Linked DNA regions of Capsicum annuum: region 2 is linked to region 1. A link is a contact called in public Hi-C data. All regions are on one chromosome and are shown on one strand. The core of a region is the stretch at or near the end of the contact, and the rest is flanking DNA. Distances in the headings are between cores, read along the strand shown.

Evidence for each region. A called contact is a pair of places that touch in the nucleus more often than the background predicts.
Region 2: a Hi-C map of bud shows a contact between it and region 1, with 2.8 times the contacts expected there. The contact joins the enhancer-like site here to the promoter of LOC107845719 in region 1. A contact is called at or near these places in 2 of 5 Hi-C or Micro-C datasets (bud and placenta).

What each region holds. Positions count from the first base shown.
Region 1 is chr10:136,268,854-136,275,685 of UCD10Xv1.1, reverse strand. LOC107845719 (protein SCARECROW) reads left to right here and starts at 1,302. Exons shown (of 2, transcript XM_016690185.2): 1 at 1,302-3,781; 2 at 5,490-6,225. The coding sequence starts at 1,779. The coding sequence ends at 5,967.
Region 2 is chr10:136,396,849-136,403,529 of UCD10Xv1.1, reverse strand. No RefSeq gene overlaps it. Among protein-coding and RNA genes, the nearest start is that of LOC107845719, 130 kb to the right of the region's middle. Within about 2 kb of position 4,984, at least 1 of the 5 cell types and tissues checked has an H3K27ac peak or open chromatin away from gene starts, as enhancers often do. A contact at or near this core is called in bud, where this site is marked.

The DNA.
Region 1 (6,832 bases), core at 53-2,552:
TTGACCTTTTATAAATTTATCCCAAGGATAAATTATGATGAGATTATTATCCCACCAATTGGGTAAATAATTTATCCGAATATTATTTATTAGTTCCGGAATAAGTTATCCCGAATATTACCAACCAAACATGCATTAAAAAATTTTATCTCAAAATTATTCGCTTTAGCACCTCACACCAAATGACCCCTAACAGAATAACTAATCTTAGTACAACTAATTTTAATATAACTAATTTCAGCATAACTTATTTTTTAACCAAACAACCCCTAACAGTTAAGAAATAAGTATTGAAAGATTTCTCTTTTAAAAAATTTGTACAACCATTTACGATGGATGATTATAATAATTTGAAAAGTAAATTAAGACGTTCTTTAGCTCTTAAAAACGTAAACATTTTGAATCAAATTTAAAAGTTAAGCAATCAAGTGGACCAGAGGTAATTTTAATATAACTAATTTGAGCATAACTTATTTTTTAACCAAACAATCCCTAACAGTTAAGAAATAAGTATTGAAAGATTTCTCTTTTAAAAAATTTGTACAACCATTTACGATGGATGATTATAATAATTTGAAAAGTAAATTAAGACGTTCTTTAGCTCTTAAAAACGTAAACATTTTGAATCAAATTTAAAAGTTAAGCAATCAAGTGGACCAGAGGTGTGCGTTGATTGCTAGGACTTAAAAATTATGGAGCATGAAGGACCTCGGGGAAGAAGTAATAAGTAGCTAAAGTCAAACGCACGAAGACGACGACTCACTGATCGAGACCAGAAAAGAAGCAAACAAAAGTTTCCATCATTCCAGCCAACAGGCACACCCCCCACCCCCAGCACCCCAGAAACCCAAACTTGCCAGAGAAACGTACCCATCTCCTCAGTAAACTTGAAAACCCCCTCGTGTGGACCCAACCCTTTTTATCAACTCTCTTCATTACATGACTATAAAGTATATAAAAAATTACTCCTTTCGTTTCGTATGAATTGACAAACTTGTTAAAAATATTTATTTTAATTTAGTTATTGTATTTATAAAATAAAAAAAATTAATATATTTTTTAAAAATTATTTTTATTATTAAATAATTACATAAAGTATATAATTCATATTTATACTTTATACTTTAAAAGCATAATTAATAAAATTAATTTAATAAAATAAATATTTAATTAATATTTTTCTTAATAGATGTGTCAGTAAAAATCAATTAATCCGAACGGAGGAGTACTATGTTCACACTATCAACATTGCAATCCCAGTAGGAAATAGTAGGATTATGCATAGAAAAAGAAATCTATAAAGACCTAGCACCAGTAGCCGCAATAAAAATTGAAAAGTGGTGTGGGGGGGAAAAAGAGGAAAAGATAGCTCATCGATTACAATATTTTTTTTATGATTAATAAGTTTTCAACAACTTCGCACTTTATGTCGTCAATAAATTCCATCCTCCTCAGCCTCTTTCTCATTGTCAATACTGAAATTGCATATAAATCCAAAAGGCAAGCAGTCAAGTGTTTATAAACAAGCATAGTAGAGCTAGTAGGAAAGCCCTAGGAGGAGGACCCTTGTTGTGTTGTATTTTGGAAGAGAAATTAAACCACAGAATCCCAATGCTTGTGTCTAAATCTTGTTAAGCGTTATATGCTTGGATCATCTACTAAGCACTATTGCTCATTTCTGGCTCTTTTAGTCACTGCTTTTATTAAACCGATGTCAATAGGTAGCATAATGAAGCAGAAAAATCAACAGATAAGTTTGAGAATCTATTTTATACATAATGGCAAAGGCTTTTCCTCTGAATGGTGAGAACTGCACGGATACTACCGGTGAAAAGATTGTCGTTGGCGGTAGCAGTACTGGAGAGAAGCTTCAGGCTACAAGCAAGGACATCAATAACGTGCACCGTCAAGGTCTTCTCCACGGTGACAGCGGCAAAATGGTGAGAAAAAGGGCGGCCTCCGACATGGAGATCCAGACGGGGGCAGGCGAAGACCATAGGTATCTACGACGTCCGGTAACCATAGGCGGGTCTCATGCTCAGATGAGCGTTTCCACCAGTAGTTTTGGTCATAATATCAACAATATCCCAACGACGACCAACGTCTCCAACTACTCCACTATGCAAATGTTACCTTCTTCCACGAACTTGTGCGGTGTGACGTCTAGAGGGCCTGGGATTGATACTGGTTTTTCTAATTCAACCCCAAACCTAACTTACACCGACGCCATAACATCGCATCATCAGCTACAAGGTCCACAAACACAGAACGACAATCAATCCCCGTCTGTTTGTGTTTTCTCCGGTTTGCCCCTCTTTCCTCCTGATAGGAACCGCCAAAACAGCGGCTTACTACTACAACAACCTGCAACTGCTGCGGCAGCAGCTGTTGTATCTTCCCCTCTTACAACTGGAAGAATCGATACCATGGAGGATAGCACGTCCGCTACGGCATGGATTGACAGCATAATAAAGGATTTAATCAACAGCTCCGCTCAAGTATCCGTGCCCCAACTCATCCAGAATGTAAGGGAGATAATCCACCCTTGCAATCCATATCTTGCATCCCTCCTGGAGTACAGGCTTCGCTCTCTCAATACTGGTGGTGCTGATCAAAATGACCCCATGGAGTGCTGGAGAAGGAAAGAACCGCTGCCACAGCTTGCGGGCTTACAACAACAGGTCCAAAACAGTGCCAATTTATTGCAGCACAATATTTTGTCCCTTCGGGATTCCTCAAATAACCAATACTTAAACTGGGAAATAGCTTTGCCAGCCAGTCACAACGCTCCGGTGGCGCCCTCTGTGAACCAGCACCAGCAGCTTGGCGGTAATAATCCCACTGCAACAGATCTTTCTTTTGTTACGCCTCCGATTCTTTCTCCTCAAGTGCAGCAACAACAACAAGAAGAATCTCCTCAGTCTCAGCAACAGGCGGCAATAGACTTAGAACAACAGAAGCAGCAGCAATCTTCTTGTTCTCTATCTCCAACGTCGGTGGCTGATAGTAGTGTCAAAATAAAAACTACAACACCAGTTCCACCAGTCCCAGTCAACACATACAAAGAGAAAAAGGAAGAAGAGCGACAACAAAAGAGGGATGAAGAAGGGTTGCACCTTTTGACCTTGCTATTGCAATGTGCAGAAGCCGTATCCGCTGATAATTTAGAAGAGGCAAATAAAATGCTATTGGAAGTGTCCGAACTCTCCACACCCTTTGGCACATCTGCACAGCGGGTCGCTGCATATTTCTCAGAGGCCATGTCAGCAAGGCTATTGAATTCATGCTTGGGAATATACGCAGCGCTGCCAATGACCAGCGTCCCCGTGCTTTATACCCAGAAGTTAGCATCCGCTTTCCAGGTGTTTAACGGGATCAGCCCCTTCATAAAATTCTCACATTTCACAGCCAATCAAGCAATACAAGAAGCTTTCGAGAGAGAAGACCAGGTGCATATCATAGACCTTGATATAATGCAAGGTCTTCAATGGCCCGGTCTCTTTCACATCTTGGCTTCCAGGCCCGGTGGGCCTCCTTTTGTTCGGCTCACTGGGCTTGGAACCTCTATGGATGCTCTTGAAGCAACCGGCAAGCGATTGTCAGATTTTGCTGAGAGATTAGGCCTTCCTTTCGAGTTTTTACCCCTCGCCGACAAAGTTGGAAACTTAGACCCTGAGAAATTGAATGTAAGCAAGAGAGAAGCTGTTGCGGTTCATTGGTTGCAACATTCACTTTACGATGTCACTGGCAGCGACTCTAATACACTCTCCCTCTTGCAAAGGTACAACTCCTAGACACACTTTTATCTCTTTTTGATTCAAAAACAATGACAACTTCTATGTGTGGAAGTCTTTTTGACTTCAAATTTCATCTTTTACTTTTTAATAAGCTTACAAAAATGCTTTAACATGTATGAATTCACAAAGTTCAAAAGTACCGTTGATATTTTCCATGACTTTTCTTTCTTGAAAGCTCTCTGTCGTCTAGTCAAATACGTTGTCATTTTGATACCTTGACTACTTCAATTAAACACTGGAAACAATCTTTGTTTAGTGGTATGTTAGTGTCACCACAGACACTAATGCCTAGCAGACTGTATATGTAATAAAAAGCATATGGGATGAAACTTGATAGAGCAAATTGCAATGTGATGTTTCTTAATTAGTTTGAACTGGTTTAGTACTTGAAAAAGAAAAGGAGAAATGGGTTTCCGGTCCTTTACAATTTTATTTTTTTTAGTTTTATGTTTTTTTTTACAAAAAAAAAAATTACTTTTACATGTGAGGAATCTTTATTTTTACTCCTAAAAGATATGAAATGATTAATTTTTAATTTGAAATTGTAATAGGACAATATATCTCATTTCCTCCATTCAAAAAATTACTCCTGAGTGCATACCTTAGTATAATGCAACAGTTGATAAAAGATCTAAATATACCTATTTCTACTGGACTATCTGCTAAAGAACCAACATGCAGCTTAACGCACCTAAGGAAAAAAAGGATCTTCATATGAATATTGAATTTAAGTTTTGTGAAATGATAGTGTAGAAAACTTGATTTGCTATTACAGATTATTTAATTTTTTCTTTTTTAATTTTTATTCAAATAATTAGGTAATCTATAATAGCAGATCAAGTTAACTGATAGTGTAGAATATTTTCTGCGCATAACTCAATATGTTATAAATTAGATGAACAGAACTCAATGTGTTATAAATTAGGTGTTTAGTATACGTAACGAAGACTTCACGCCTAGAAATCCGTGATATATTTGAAAAAAGTTGGTTCGTTGCATGAATCAGTTGTATAGGTTATTTAATTTTTCCTTTTACACGGCGCTTAAAGTTCTTTCTCTTTGACTACCGATGATTCTCTTTTTCTGTTAACCTGAAAAAAGGAGGAGAAAAAGGCCATTTACTTTTAGAAACAAAAGCTGTCTTCTCTATAACTGTGTGTATTGCCGAGTCCTCCTGCCTAATTAATTTTTCGTGAAACTATTACTCGATTTAATCCTGTATAAATGAATTGGTTACACTTTTTTTATGATTTAGAACGAATTATTCAAAGAATGTCTTGACCGTTCCCTAGTGTTTATTTTACCTCAAATATATATATATATATATATATATATATACACTTAATTTGACAACTAAATAATTAATGTTGAGAGTAAAATATAAAAAGAAAAATGTTTTTATCTTGATATGCTAAAGTTGATGTGTAAAAATAAAAATATTTTTAATAGAATGAACAAATAAAACGTAAATGGAGGAGTAGTTTGTAAACATAGATGCGGATACAAGGTTTTAAATTGATGGAATCAATCATTAAGTTCTTATAATTGAACTTATTACTCTTACAAAATTATGGTTTAAAATGTAAAGTATTTGTTGAAATTTTACCCATCACTAGTGATCTGCAGTCTACATCCATGCACTGTATGCAAATATCTGAAGTTGATTTGCTTTATTAATTTACTTTACTTCAGGTTGGCTCCAAAGGTGGTGACTGTAGTGGAACAAGACCTGAGTCACGCGGGTTCATTCTTGGGGAGGTTTGTTGAAGCTATACATTACTACTCGGCTCTATTTGACTCACTAGGCGCGTGCTACGGGGAGGAGAGTGAAGAAAGACACGTCGTGGAGCAACAACTCTTATCAAAAGAGATACGCAATGTGCTGGCTGTAGGCGGTCCATCAAGGAGTGGCGAGGTGAAGTTCAATAATTGGAGAGAAAAACTTCAACAGTCTGGGTTCAGGTGCTTATCTCTTGCAGGCAATGCTGCAGCACAAGCTACTCTTTTGCTTGGAATGTTCCCTTCTCATGGATACACTTTGGTTGAGGATAATGGAACTCTCAAACTTGGCTGGAAAGATCTATGCTTGTTTACTGCTTCTGCATGGAGGCCTAATTCCTTGCATGTTGCATCCGGTTCTCGTCACTTCTCTCGTCCCAATATGGATTAGAAGACCCCTTCTATGCAGTCAGTCAAGTTAGTGAATTTCGAATATCAAGTGATTATTTCTTCACTCCATTTGGCAGTCTTTTCATGTTTACATCACCAAGGTGGTTTGATAACTCCGTTTTTGTTCAGCAATCATTGGTTATGTTGCTTTCTTTTGCTCAAATTACTGTTCTGTTTTTTCCTTTTGGTTGAATCAAAGATATTTTCGATAAGGGGAAAAATGTGTTTTTGATATCTTAATGATTAAAAAATTTCTGACTTTGATCTCGTATTATTCAAATACGGTAGAATTTATAGAGAGCTCCAATAATTGATTTGAAATTGACACATCGAATATCTAGTTAATAAATTTTATGAAGATTTAACCTTTTGCGAGTGCATTTTTCTCTTTTAATCGATCCACTAATACTTATCGACAATTTCATTGAACTTGTAATTGTTAAAGCAGATTAATATTTACTCCTTATGCAAAGAGAAAGTTGCCCTATACTTGCATTTCTTAAGGTAAGAGTGAATTAAAATTGTGCAGACTTGTCAACCATAGGACTATAAAAGGGCAGCTTAGTGCACTAAAGCTACCGCTATGTGCGGTGTCCAGAGAAAGGCCCCACCACAAAGGTGTATCGTACGCACCGGTGACTTCCTGATCACATGACAATAACTTTACTAGTTACTCCGAGGCTCCCCTTCAGCCATAGGACTATGCATAGTTACATTAATCAAAAGTTAAATGTGCTTAAATTTAGGCTGAAATTAATTGCAATAACGATTAAGGGATCAAAAGCATAATCAGTCCCTCTTAAAAATTGAATATTTGTTTACATGTCCATACGCTTTATCTTTCCCCAAAAATTTGGTAAATTGGA
Region 2 (6,681 bases), core at 3,735-6,234, 120 kb before region 1:
TGAAAAAATAAAATATATATATATAGGCATTTGAATGAGGGGATTTTTGAATTCTATATATCCTTATAGGTTATTTTTTGAGAATATATCACGTGCACTTTAAATCAAAAGAGGTTGTTCATCATTTATGTCTCAAAAAACATAGCATATCAGTCATGATATAATTCAAGAGAGAACTTTAACCAAATGTAGAATTTTCAATTTTTTCCTACCTTCTTATCTTGGAGAATCCTTTCAATAAAGAATAAATGTGTGGATGTTCACGATATGGATGTTGTATAACTCGATTTTTGAACCTTCATTGCTTATCCCTGATGAAATCATTAGAGGCATACGTTGCGGAAGGCATATGCTATTAAAAGAATGTTGATACTCACCAACCTTGAATTATAAATCTACAACAGATAAATTTTTTTAAAAATAATAATTTTATAAAATGATGAAAATAAATGGCCAACAATAGTTAAATTCTCGTATTTTACAAAATGAAAAATCTAGTTTGTGATTGTAATTGGTCCAAGCCTCCAACTTGGATTTGAGGGAATAATGCAATTACCATTATGTAAAAATCATAAATTATAACCATAAAAATTCATTTTCAAAAATACATAGATTAATACTAAAAAAATTAAAAAAACATGCATAAGAAGCAAAAGTGTTAACATGTTTAAGTTGTTCAAGGAAACTAAGAGAACAAACGAAGATGTGTGGAATTAAATTGAAGTAGTTATTCTTTTTAAAATACTTGACATATAGAGCTAAGTATTTTTTTAGGAATAAGATTAGTTACTTATTCAAATTTTAAAATCATAAACTGATTCAAATATTGATTTGGGAAAAATTTATCAAAAGGAGATAAGAAATAATTGTATGTGATTGCTTTAAAAAGTAGTCAAGTTAATTTTTTTTAAAATCATAAACTGATTCAAATATTGATTTGGGAAAAATTTATCAAAAGGAGATAAGAAATAATTGTATGTGATTGCTTTAAAAAGTAGTCAAGTTAATTTTTTTTTTCTCTTAGTTGTGTGTGTAAACCTGTATATGTTAGTGGGGAATTAGGGTATATGGACGTGCATGGTTTAGTTTTATTTAGTTTACTCTTTTTTTAAAAATATTTTTTATTATTTTATTCATTTTTTTCTTTTATGATTAAAAGGATGCTGGTCAAAAAGGATAGTAATTATTTATAAATGTGTTTGTTTTTCAAATCAAATTAAAATAATTTATATTATATATAAAATACCTTTTTTAATTATATTATTTTTAAAAGTAATATATAAATGTATTGAAAAGTGAAATAAAACAGAAAGAAGTATAAGATTTCATATTTATTAGAAATCTGCAGTAACATTTTCTATTAATAAATAATTGTGTAATTGTGTTTGTAATTTAGTTGGGTAATAGGGAAGGGACATGTACATATATAGAATTTTTTGTAACACCCCATGTTTTTTCTTAGCTTAAAATTCGTCCCTAGAATATTAAGCTTTGCTTTAAAGATGAATACACTTTTATACATATGGAATTTTCAAGATTTTGACTTTTCATTGCGTGGAAAATTGAATAAACTTTCCATCGATATCAATTTCTCCCAAATCCAACACCGGGCGAAGAGTTAGAGTCATTTTAGTAAGACAGTGTACTACCTGGTACTCCAGCGCGTCGCGGAGGCAGTCAAAATGGCATTATCATTTTCAGTGAGACAACGCGATACCACCGCCTTGCGCCACAAGACTTTTTCCCAATTATCACTTTTCAGTATGACTCTAAGATCATGGAGCGTCGCGCCAAAGGAAAAATTCTCAACCAGTGAGGCACCGCGATGGCGCCGCGTTGTGCCATCAACCCAGTTCCCAATCATCAGTTTCCAGTGACACGACGGGATAGCGCCGCGTTGCGCAAGCGTACAAAATTTAGATTTTCAGTCAGTTCCGAGTTTTAATTTTGAGGGCACTAAGGTTTTTTTTCCCTCACCTCCAATCAGCCTAAACACGCAATCAAATCCTAAAACAGCATAAATTGCTTATTAATTCACTATTTTCTCAAGAAGCAAGCCATCCTCTCTCAAAGGGCAAATTCCTAGTTCAAGAAATCAAGGTCAAGCTCATGAAATCCTTCAAGAACTTAAAGAATCTCACAAATTAAGGTATGTTAGATGTTGATTCATGGGTCCTTTTCACCCATGAAGTCCAAGAATCCTTTTTTAAAGTACAAAGATGATGTATTTATGATTTCCATATTTGAATTAGATTGAATTCATGCTTATAATATTAGTTGGGTTTCAATCCATGATTTAAATACAAGTTTCATGAAATTAAATAGCATGTATAACAAATATGTGTTATCTTGATAGATCCTTAAATTTATAAAGTGATTAATGCATCTATGATGTTGATTTGGTTTTCAATCCATGATTATGATAAGATTCATGAAAAATAGAATAGTATTAAGGGGAAATTATATGAATTACATGCTAAATCCTCGAATTTGAAATTAAGTGTTGTATTCATGATGTTTATATGACCATTATCATATGAAATACTCATGCTCCCCAAGTATTTGCTAAAATGCCTATGTGAAGTAGATAGAGGACTCATGAGATTTTATTATGAGATCTTAATCATGTACAAGCTTATTCCCTACAAGTGTTTGATAAAATACTTATGTGAATTGACTAGTAAAAGCATGATATGTTATTATGTGATCCCATTCATGTACAAGTTAATGCATTACAAGTGTTTGATAAAGTGTCTCTATGAATAAATTATGACCAAGTGAACATTGCCATGTTATTCAAGATTATGCTTTGCTTTACTTTTCATGCTATCGAGTCTTGGGGGTATTTAATACCCGATAATCTAGGTGTTACTTAAAGTCGGTGTCAGTTACATAATAGTATCAGTTATGTCACGATCAGTAGTACTCTCAGTTTGTTACAAAACTCAATAGAACTCAGTCAATTACAAAACTTAGGAAAACTCAGTAAACTCAGTCTCAGTCCAGTATGATCAGTTCAGTGTCTTTCAGTTGGGAGTAGGATTCAGCACCGAGCGAGAGCAGGGATGATGGCTTCCCCGTCAGATAGGCAGAGTCGTTAGTAGTAATCCCTGTACTCTAGAACTGCATAGTCAGTGTAGGATGAAGAGTCACCCATCAGACTAGGCTATACTACCTCTCAGGGGTCACCCGTCAAATTAGTCTTGGCTCTGCCCAGGTGTCACCCGTCAGTTAGGCGTGGCATCCTGGTTTTCTAGTGTTAGTACCCGTGGCACGGTATTAGCACCCTTCCAACTGGGGTCACAGGTTGGACCCCTATCAGTTCATATTTGGGTCATGTCGGTTAGATGATTACCTTCCACAATTTCAGTTTCAGTCTTCAGTTCAGAACTCAGTTCAGTTTTACAAAATCAGAACTGTCAGATACAATCAATCAGTATCAATTATCAGAATTCAATACTTAGCATAAAAAAAGCTCAGTTATAGTTTATATATATATATATATGTATATGCACAAATTGCATTCTCAGTATTTACAGTATTTTAAGATTCGTATTTATAGTATTCTCAGATTCTCCACGTACTTTCATGTTCAGTTATTCTCATTCAGTCAGTTATATCTTCATGCATATGAACCCTTGTATTCAGCATTACCTCATCTAGCATACCAGTACATTCCCACGTACTGACGCATACTTTTCCACGCTATGATATTTCATATCATAGGTTCGGACACTCAGGTTTTCGATCATGCATAGTAGATTCAGGTTTAGCCAGCAGCAGTAGATTTAGCAATGAGTCCTCATCATTCAAGGATATTATACTATTTCATATTTTAGTAGATGTATTAGTTCAATAGATGGAGTTAGTTGGGGGATGGTCCCATCAACTCCACTTTCTGACAGATTCAGTTAGAGGCTTTTCAAAGTAGTTTTCAGAAAATGTTCAGTTTTTATCAGATGTTGTTATTTGTCAGTATTTCAGATGTTTTGAACCTTCTGGTATTTTAGTCCATTTTTCGCATTAATTACAGTATTATTATTCAGTGCTCACAACAGATATCATTCATGGGTTAGCTTGTGATTCTTCGGGGTTGTAAGCACCGTGTGACGACTAGGAAGTAGTCTCGGGTCGTTACATTTTTAAACTATCTTTTTTTGTATTATTATTTGTTTTAAATATTTTGATTTTTTTAAAAAAAAAAAAAAATTTAAAAATTTTAAAAGTTACTAACGCATCATTACTTAATTAAACAATGGGACAGTTTAGTTAGTACTTTTAAAAAAAATTCACTTGAATTTCAAATGAATCTTCTTGGGAAATCTTAGCTTTCATTAGCATAGTATTGAGAAATGTTATTGATATTACTGTATTTCAAATTCTGAAAATTTCATATTTTAATATTTTTCACAGATTTGATCTATTAAAATATGACAGCAACTAAAAGTAGAATATTTTAACACTTAAATGCAGGTAACTTCCCTATTCACAATTGAAAACATTAAAATATATAGGTGTTTAAACAAATTTAAATTTATATAGAGATAATACATCGAAATACTCCTAAACTTGTAGCCAAAATTTACTTTAGATCCTAAACTAATCGAGTAATTATTTACCCCCCTTAACAACTTTAAAGTAAATTTTTTACTACCCTAATTGCTGACGTGGCAATTTTTTTAAAATTAGCGCGTTAATGTCTTTTAAAAAATGAAAAAAGTGGGTCCCAACTTTTAAATTTCTCATTATATATATATATATATATATATATATATATATATATATATATATATAAAGCTAAAAAAGAAGTCAACTTCCACTTTCTTCTTCATAGCAATCCCCTTCCCCACCCAACAACTCCATTTTTTTTTCTTCATAACAACTCCATTTTTTTAAGCAAATCATCACCACAATTCATTTTTCGAACTCTTGAAAAAAATAGCTTTCTTGTTTGTCCATATCTACATTACAAAAGCACAAGCAGAAAAAGGAAGATCGCATATAATTTCTTTCAATGTTTGAGCTAAAGGGTTGTTAAATAGAGCAAAAAGAAATCAAAGGGTTGTTGAATAGAATACAAAATCATTCACTGAGTTGGTGGCACATATTGGAGATGGTCAACCACATATCGGAGATAGTCAACCACACTGAAAATGGCTCTATTAGAAATTTTTTCGTCTCTAATTCATCATTCACTTTAAATTGATCTACTTCCCAAATTTGATGAATAATTGGGTGAATGAGTTGTTGAATTTGACTATTAAAAATATGGAGAAAGCTAAATTTGAAGGTTAAAATAATGATGTTAATGGGGGATTTGACTGTTAAAAGAAGAAATTGAAAGATAAGTTTACATGTAGTATGTATCACTACAAACATGAACAATCATAAAAAGAGAGAAAAAATTACATAGTAAAATAGGAAATAAAAGAAGAAGAAAGGATTTCAACCTATGTTATTGGTCATAAATTAATATATCAATGATTCTCATCAACATTGTCACTCCATTCTTCCTCAACTTAAATTCAAATTTCTGGTAAGTCCAATTATAATGAAGCATAGTGAAAGATATGATTTTTAATTTGACATAATATTGCAACATATAATTTTTTTTCTACACTCAAATCTATATTACATTGGAATGTAATTTTTATTAAAAAAAAAAAAAAAACACTAACCTTTAAATTAATTGGATTGACAAGCTTGAACTTTCAAATGCAATTTAAAACAAAATAAGAACATGACCAACTAATCAATATAATGTTTATTGAACTCGATTGAAGAAAACATTGTCATCAGAAATCAAAGTCAACATAATACACATAAATAATGTTATAACCAAAACACTTTCATCATGTATACCTCGTGTGCTTTTTCTTTTCTTCTAATATAATTTTTTTGCTTTTGGTATAATATAATTACATTCATGGCATTTGCAATACAAATAAAATCAGATATTAAGAAGTGCATGATATTTCCACGTATGAAATGCATGAATGAAAAATAATAAAATATACTTTTGATTGACTTGTAGATGAACTTTCAATAAATGTTACGATAAGTCAAATAATGCAATGCAGTTTGATGTTCTTCATAAGAGTCTATGTTTAAGCTCTCATATATTGGTTTGATGAGTGTGATATATATTTGTGTCCTATGCAATTGTGTCTGAATGTGATCATGGAAAGATATGTACCTTTTTCCAGACGTGGGCATGGCAATGGGAATGGAAAGTTATACAAATGTGGGTTGGGTTAATTTAGGTAAATTATTTTTAAAAAAATCTTTTTCAAAAAGATAATTTAGAGCGGATAGAAATGGATTAGTGTGTGCCTTTAATTTAGGTGCAATTTTTTTTAGGAAGAGCATAAAATTGTAAAAATTTGAATTTTGAATAGCTACTCTCAATTAAAATTTAAGTAATGCTAAAATTTATTTTTGAAAAAATAGAACAAATAATTCCTAATAGAAATGTAACACTAACAACACAGTTCTTCTCTTTTAAAACTGATATACTTTTAATTTTATAATTTACAGTTTTAAATATAAAATAACTTGACAGTTTTCATTTATGTGAGAATATTTTAAAATAATATTAATATCAAATCAATATATGTTTCATTTAATATAAAGTGAAAACAAATGATAGATTTATTTTTCAATTCAATAAATCGGTTTTTC